2 separate regions of the Mus musculus genome follow, and region 2 is linked to region 1. Evidence: chromatin contacts called from public promoter capture Hi-C data. All regions are on one chromosome and are shown on one strand. Each heading gives the region's core, a stretch centred on a gene start, on an enhancer-like site or on the middle of the called end of the contact. The rest is flanking DNA. Distances are from core to core; before and after follow the strand shown. Region 1 overlaps Ppp2r5c (protein phosphatase 2, regulatory subunit B', gamma). Region 2 overlaps Dync1h1 (dynein cytoplasmic 1 heavy chain 1).

Region 1 (3,453 bases), core at 757-3,256:
TAAGGAGACCTTCCTATGAAAGAGCTACACAGACTCTTCCTCCAGCACCCACTCTGTCTCACTGTGGGTGCATACAAAGCTGGTGTCACCGAGGCGGCCCCTGGGGAGCAGGAACCATGTCAGCCCATGTGGACTTCTTGAGGAAGGAAATCTGAGGGCTCAAGGCAAGGTAGGGCAGCAGTGCAGCCTAGGGTAACACAGGGCTGCACAGTCTGGGGAGGCCAGACCCTGGAAGCATAGCTATAACTTAGGATGGCTGCACATGTTAACCAGACAGCAGCAGTGACATGGACCACGTGAATGGAGCCCTGGCTCACTAGGGCCTCTATGTAGATGAAGCTGTGGCAATCTTCCTGCCTCGGCCTCCGGAGCCGTGTTATTATAGGTATAGACCTGCATGCTCACCTGGGATATTAGAACTTAAAGAGTCATGAGGCGTGGTCAGAGATGAGACAGGGATGGGGGAGAGGCAGGTAGAGATAAGACAGCTGGGGTCACAGCCACCAATGTATTTGTCCTTTCTGAGCTGGGGGTTGTGGGGACAGGCAGGTCTGTGGTCATTCTTAGATCCTGAAGTCCCAAGTCTGGGCATAGATAGGAAAGCTGTCTTGTCTGCCAGCTGCCAGGCTCTCCTCTCTGTGTTTGGCTGGCCCTCAAACTGTTCATCTACTTCCCAGATCCTCGAAGGCAAAGGCTGCCGACTTCCTTGCCGCCTCCTCCTCCTTCCTGTCTTGCCTGGAACTGAGCAGGAATAACAAGGTAGCAAGCAGGTGCCTGGGACAGAAGCATCTACATTGTGAGCAACTGGACAACTCTGTAGGAACCCAGCAAGGGTAGGGAATGCAGTAAGACATGGGTGTGTGTGTGTGTGTGTGTGTGTGTGTAGCATGAGCGGTGGCGTGGTGGGGACATGAGCACATGACTCAGTTTCCCTCCGCATCTTTGATGTGACAGCAGCAAGGGTGGATGAGAACCACACGGGGGACTTACCTATAAAATATATTATTGATCTGTTTCCTGATGTAAGCACGCAGGCCTAAGAACTTCCCATAGATTCTGTGCAGGGTGGTTTTTAGAAAATCTCTCTCCCGAGGATCCTCGCTGTCAAACAGCTCTAGAAGCTTTAAGAAAAATAAAACGGCACTTAGTGACAGTGGCCATGCTGTCCTTAAGGCTGCCGAAGAACGCCTGGCTGGGAACTTACCTGCAATACAAACTTCTGATCAATATATTTCTTTGCTATATTGGGTTGGAAATCTGGAGACTCTAAAAATCTTAAGAAAAATTCATAAACAAGCTAGGAAGAAGAAGAAAACAACAGTGAGTCAAGTTACATGGCACTTCATCAGGCTCACGCACAACTCTCTAACTCATTCTTTATCACCTCTCTAATTCATTCTTTATCTGCTCAAAACACTGGACTTAAGAAAAACCACACATGCATTCAAAATTAACGCTGAATTCTGTGGCTTAGCATAATTATAACTGCAGTTGGAATTCTTTTATTTAGTGAGAACCACAGACTATTTCTTAAATGGCACACAGTGCTTTTCATGGCTTAGCTGCTACCCCTGGGACCATGACCAGACTTGAGGGTAGAGCCTGCAGTCTGCCGTCTACATGAATCATGGAGTTCTAAGTGGACAAGAACTTTAGGATTGCCTGAGAGAGGAACACCAAAGCACAGCCACTGAGCCACAACCACTGTGGTTCCCTTTGTAAATAAACAGCCCAGTGGGCTGGATAGCAGGACAGTCTATCCCGGGCTGTGTGGAAGCCAGGGGCTTTGCAGGTGGGGCATCTGGCTCCTTCCCAGGCTTCTTTCTCACTTTGCTTCCTCCCTCTGTTTCCTCCCTCACCAAGGACATGCAGAAATGCAGACATGCAGAAATGCTTTGCTCCTGCTAGCCTCATAACAGTGGCCGTGCATCGTCCAGGTATCAGCAAGGAGCCTAGGACCCAGGCACCGAAAGCCAGGAGCACGCCTGGGAAACGCTCTAAACCTGTGCTGGGCAGTTTTATATTAACTTGACACCCACTGCAGTCATCTAAGAGGAGCGAGCCTTGATTGAGAACGCTGTGAGCAAGCCTGTAGTGCATTTTCTTAATTGCTGATTGATGAGGAAGGGCCAGCCCATCGCGGTGGAGCCACCTCAGGGCTGGAGGGCTTGGTTCGATGAGAAAGCAGGCTGACTAAATCATGGAAGCAAGCCAGTAAGCAGCACCCTCTATGGCCTCTGCATCACCTCCTGACACCAGGTTCCTGCTCTGTTTTGAGTTCTGGTCCTGACTTCCTTTGATAATGAACAGTGATGTGGAAGTGTAAGCCAAATAAGCCCTCTCCTCCCCAACCTGCTTTGGGTCATGGTGTTTCATCACAGCAATAGAGACTCTAACTAGGACAGAGCCTGAACTCAGTGCCATCAGTAAAATTGCCATCATCACTAAGGGCACACAAATCAGTCTACTTCTCTGGCTTGTGTAATGGGTCCATAAAATCAGCCTATCAATAACTCACAAACTTATTTAATCAATCTTTTCCTACTTCTCCCTTCTTTCCCCCTCTCTCCTCCACTAAAACTTTTCAGACCAGAGACTCCTTGAGAAGATCAGAAGCCCCTGGCTATCAGCTAGTGGCCCTGGGCCCTCTCACCCAGCACACACCATCACACTCCATCCTATCCGAGCTGGTGCCAAGTCCAGTACCTGCAGATGAGGCCAGGCTGCTTCTAACGTTGGTTCATCCTCTTCTGGGTCGAATTCTGCTCCCGTGGGATTGGAGGAAGGTGGCAAGGTTCGGAACATGTTAACTGCAAACTAAAACCCACATATTCCACGATCACAACCAGGACCCTCGAGTATTACCAAGAACAATCCAAGAAACACTGAATAATCCTAGTGACAGATGCTTCCCACTCTTAAGTTGGTGGTTGTTGCTGTTTTTCTACTTTTCTTAAAATTCAAAAGATGTGTTGGTCGCCCAAAGGAGACAGGATCAAACTTGAGGCTTGAAACAGACCTTTCCTGGCAGGGGACCATCCAACTGACTGCTACCGGCACTCTGACCCTCAACTGTCAAACCGTCAAGACAGCTGACCCCAGAGGCTGCTTAGAGGTTCGCGCTGACATATGAGACGTTACATCTAGTGAGTGGGGAAGGGAAAAATGAGAAGAGGACAAGATGATAAAGGCCACAGAAGACTAAAGAAGCAAGACTGAGAAAACAGCTCAGCGCTGGCCTCCTAACAACCACGGAAGCACGAGGCAGACGAGGGACTGCTCAGGCAGCCGGAGATGGCTTCGGAAACAGGACGGCTTGAGAACACAGGGAGACTTCACAGCGCACAGTCTGGCTGTGTATCCAGGGGTCGGTTGAGCAGAGCACTTGGTCTGACTGGACCCGCACAAAACACTTTGACTGGCCAGTGATGGAAACATCAAAGCTTCTAAGGC
Region 2 (3,655 bases), core at 1,122-3,621, 120 kb before region 1:
TAGACCCGAGTGGCCTTCACTGGGCCTCCTACCCCAAACCTCAGGATCTTGTTCCATTTCCTGCCATTCTGCCTGCCCATCTCCTGAGTGCTGGATCGAAGGCAGATCCCTTCCGGTTCCTTGTGTGTTCAGAGCTCTCTCACTGCCCGTGCTGGGCAAGCCCTCTGTGTCCCCTGGGAGCAGGCTTCTGGTCGTGCTGGGCTCTCCTGGGAGCTGTTTCTCCCCAGTTGTGCTTCGGCCAGCTTGTCTACTGACCTTTCACTTTCTTTCTGGTAGGTAACAAAGCTGAGCACACGTCTGGGGCTGCTCTCCAGGTCCTGTCCTCCCCTCGGTGGGGACAAGGTTCCCAAGTGCAAATAAAAACGGCACCACAAGGAGGTGCCCGTTTTTGGCAGGGCATGTCCACCTCTGGGTGCTGCTGGGGCCGTTCCAGGATTGGTTATGGGTACTCATCAGTGCCCCAGGTGGCACTGCCAGGGAGGACAACAGGGCTGGTGGCCACTGTCCAGAACGATCCCTCTGATTGTAGGAGGGGTTGGGGATAGGCTGGTATTCTGGGAGCAGAAGTCTAGTTATTGGGCTGGGGTGATCTTCGTGGTCTCAGCGATCCCCACAGACTCAGGCAATATCCTCTGAGGTGTTTGGACGGAGCAAGAAGCCGTGGGTGCCGTGTCACCTGCACCACCCCTAGGTTCCTTAAGAGAACACAGGCTTTTCCTCCTGCAGAGGAACCTGCTGTGTCTTCTCCCAGAGAAGGGAGTTAGGACAGTGCCTCTCTGTGCTAAGGAGTCCTTAACAGCTACGACAACAGCCTCTGCCCACCCTGTACCACACAGTCAGAGGGATTTAGAGATCCTGAGTTGCTAGGACCAGGCTAATTGTCACCCTTCCTGTGGGACGAGGCCACTCTCTCACCACAGGTCATGTGGAAAGGAAGTGTGGGAGGATGGACTGGTGGCAGGGCTTAGGTCTGAGAGAGAGAAGGTCCCCAGGGATAGGGGTGTCAGTCACGAACAGAGTTGCTGCCAGGCCTCAGGGAGGAGGTGCAGCTTTCCTGGTCTCACCCTGTTGCTTCTGCATCTGTGACCACGGTGACAAAGGTGAGGTGGGCTGGGACGCAAGGATTCCCACAGCAGACTGAGCAGAGCGGCAAGAGGCGGGAGCCCGTCATGCTTAGTGTTTTATTTACTAAACCCAGCCATTCGGTCAGCCCTCGGACAGCGCACTCTTCTCTTCTCCCATCCCACCGTCTCCAACCGCAGCACCTGTCACCCGCCAACGCGAACCAACCACTTGCTTTCCAGTCCATCAACCCTTCCACACCGTTAAGGATGAATGAAGGTTAAATATTGGGAGTTTCCTATTCCAGAAAGAGGACTGGAGAAAAGTCTAGCTTTACTCAGTGCACAGAACGGCAACTCCACGCTCATAGAAGCTGCGAGGATCTTCCTTTGTAGCAATTTCAAAGTCCACGGTGAAGATGAGGTCTGCCCGGGTGAAGTTCAGGTAGACAGGTAAGGTCACCTGTGAGACAGACAGAGGGACTTTACTGTTCATCAGCTCTAGGGACAAGCTCCCATGGGGGTCCAGGGCTGGGGTGCAGTTGTTTGCACACAAGTAGAGTCCCAGCACGGCAGAGCCAAAGAGCGAGGCCACGACACTTACCACGCTGGCCTTCTTCTCGGCGCTTGTTTGTTTCACCCAGCGCAGCTGTGTGAGGGGGAGGACTGTGGAGATGGCATTGGAGAGTGATAGCTTGTTGTTGCTGCACGTGGCCCCTTGGAGCTTCAGACCTGTGAGGAGATGTGGAGAAGGGGCTGAAGCCATACAGAGCCACACAGCTCGGCTTCCAGGACACCCACAGGCTCAGCTGGGCGGCTCTGCCCAGACACTTTGGGTACATTCATTTGGAAACAGGTTTCACAGAAAGGCCAGGCTGAGAGATCAGACGCCAGCTCACCTGTGACTCCAAAGCTGCAGGCATCAAGGGTGGCACTCTGTGAGGCGGTGACATTGACTTCCAGGCAGAGTTCCTCCAGGGACCAGCTGTTAGCTTGTGCCACATACTGTCTGGTGGCAGTGATGTAGGCCTCAGGTACAAACAGGCCACCCAGGCACACGTGGATGTTCTGTGCAAACAGTGCGGTGGAAAGGAGAGCAGGTCAGGTACAGGCCCTGGTTGTCCTTAGTGCCATCGAGAAAGAACACTTTCTACCCAAGTCCAGGACAATCAGTGCCACTCCTGACCCTACCCCCCTACCCCGGGCCATGCATGCCCACCTTCAGTTCCTTGGCACCACCAGATGCAGCTGCTTGTGAGATGTTCTGCAGCTGTTTGATCCTCTCGCTGAAATCTGACACCCACTGGATCACAGTCATGCCTGCAGGCACTGTGTAATGGGACCAGCTCCGAGGCAAGATCCCTGCAGCAAGGAAGAGAGCCGCAGGCCTCAGCACTAGTTCTGCCAAGTCCCCCTCTGCAGACGTGGCTCAGGCTGGCAGCATCTGCACACCACAGCCCGCTCTCCTGGCTGCGCCTGGTGTTCTGTCCACAACCAGGAAGGCCCTGGGCAAAGCTGTCTCAGTAGTGTGGGGTGCCTGCTTAGAGGTGTTGCAGCGTGCAGTGTGTCTGGACCAGGCCCCGCCCACCCCTCTGTCCTCTTCACTGCATTAACCCTGAAAGTCACAGGAGCTGCCTGTGGAAAACCTAGGGAAAACCAGGGGCGTTGCTAAGACCCCCACTATTGAGGAAGCCTGAAAGAGACACGTGTGGCCTGGGGACTGCAGTGTGCCCGCACATGGGGTGTGGACAGTGGCAGACCAGCTCCCAGCCGCACACCCCATCAGCACCTTTCACCAGCTCATTGATGAGCGTGCGCAGGTAGTTTGTCTGCTTCTTTTTCCCCTCGCACACTTGAACGACGTCAGCAAGATCTTGGCGCACATCTTGGAGTAACTTGGCCCCCATCTTTACTTCTCTCTCAAAGAACCTAAACAAAGGATCCTAAAGCCAGAGAGAAGAGGGCTAAGGACGGGCTCTGTGCAGAGACAAGGCACACCTGGGAGCAGCACCAGAGCTTTTGACCAGACCTTTTTGGGAGCTGGCCAGAGTGCAGTGTGGCCCTGGCCTGATGAATTTCTCTGCCCCTCTCAGATCACAGCTTTCAAAGAGTTTAATTAAAGCGGTGGCCATTCTTTTTTTTTTGTATTTTGGGTTTTCGAGACAGGGTTTCTCTATATAGCCCTGGCTATCCTGGAACTCACTCTGTAGACCAAGCTAGCCTCGAACTCAGAGATCTGCCTGCCTGGGGAGCAGCACGCTGAGCCCAGCCCAGCTACCTTGATGTTCTCCACGGTGCGCTTCAGGGGGCTCAGTGTCTGTGGGATGAGGTGCAGCCAGTTGGACGCCGTGGTGTGCAGTGTCCTCATCCAGGCTGGACGGCCATCGGAGGTGGAGTCCGTCCTTGCCTTCTTCTCCGTCTCTGCGTAGGCCAGGTCATCCTCGTCCTCCAGCATCTGCATCTTCAGCATCTTGCTGATCATGTCCACGCCTAGGCCAGGCCCGGGTGGGGAGGACTTCAGTGGACAGGCCAAGAGCTGTTTGACCATCAGCTCACCACGGCAGCCTGTAGGCTGTCCTCGTGCCACACGTCTA

Evidence for each region. Capture Hi-C pulls out chosen DNA fragments and counts their contacts.
Region 2: a promoter capture Hi-C map of pancreatic islet shows a contact between it and region 1. The contact joins two enhancer-like sites. A contact is called at or near these places in 1 of 15 datasets of contacts at CTCF or cohesin (large pre-B cells), 4 of 484 Hi-C or Micro-C datasets (LSK cells, embryonic stem cells, hematopoietic stem and progenitor cells and 1 more) and 4 of 9 other capture datasets (adipose tissue, embryonic stem cells, liver and 1 more).

Annotation. Positions count from the first base shown.
Region 1 is chr12:110,543,439-110,546,891 of GRCm38.p6, reverse strand. It overlaps Ppp2r5c (protein phosphatase 2, regulatory subunit B', gamma), which reads right to left. Exons shown (of 16, transcript NM_001373949.1): 5 at 2,707-2,817; 6 at 1,205-1,297; 7 at 991-1,121. Among named protein-coding and RNA genes, the nearest start is that of B930059L03Rik, 46 kb to the left of the region's middle. Within about 2 kb of position 2,006, at least 5 of the 459 cell types and tissues checked have an H3K27ac peak or open chromatin away from gene starts, as enhancers often do. A contact at or near this core is called in pancreatic islet, where this site is marked.
Region 2 is chr12:110,664,432-110,668,086 of GRCm38.p6, reverse strand. It overlaps Dync1h1 (dynein cytoplasmic 1 heavy chain 1), which reads right to left. Exons shown (of 77, transcript NM_030238.2): 72 at 3,340-3,551; 73 at 2,851-3,004; 74 at 2,281-2,423; 75 at 1,961-2,129; 76 at 1,666-1,793; 77 at 1,143-1,524. The coding sequence ends at 1,396. 1700001K19Rik (RIKEN cDNA 1700001K19 gene) reads left to right here. Exons shown (of 6, transcript NM_025488.2): 6 at 277-398. The coding sequence ends at 280. Among named protein-coding and RNA genes, the nearest start is that of 1700001K19Rik, 16 kb to the left of the region's middle. Within about 2 kb of position 2,371, at least 11 of the 459 cell types and tissues checked have an H3K27ac peak or open chromatin away from gene starts, as enhancers often do. A contact at or near this core is called in pancreatic islet, where this site is marked.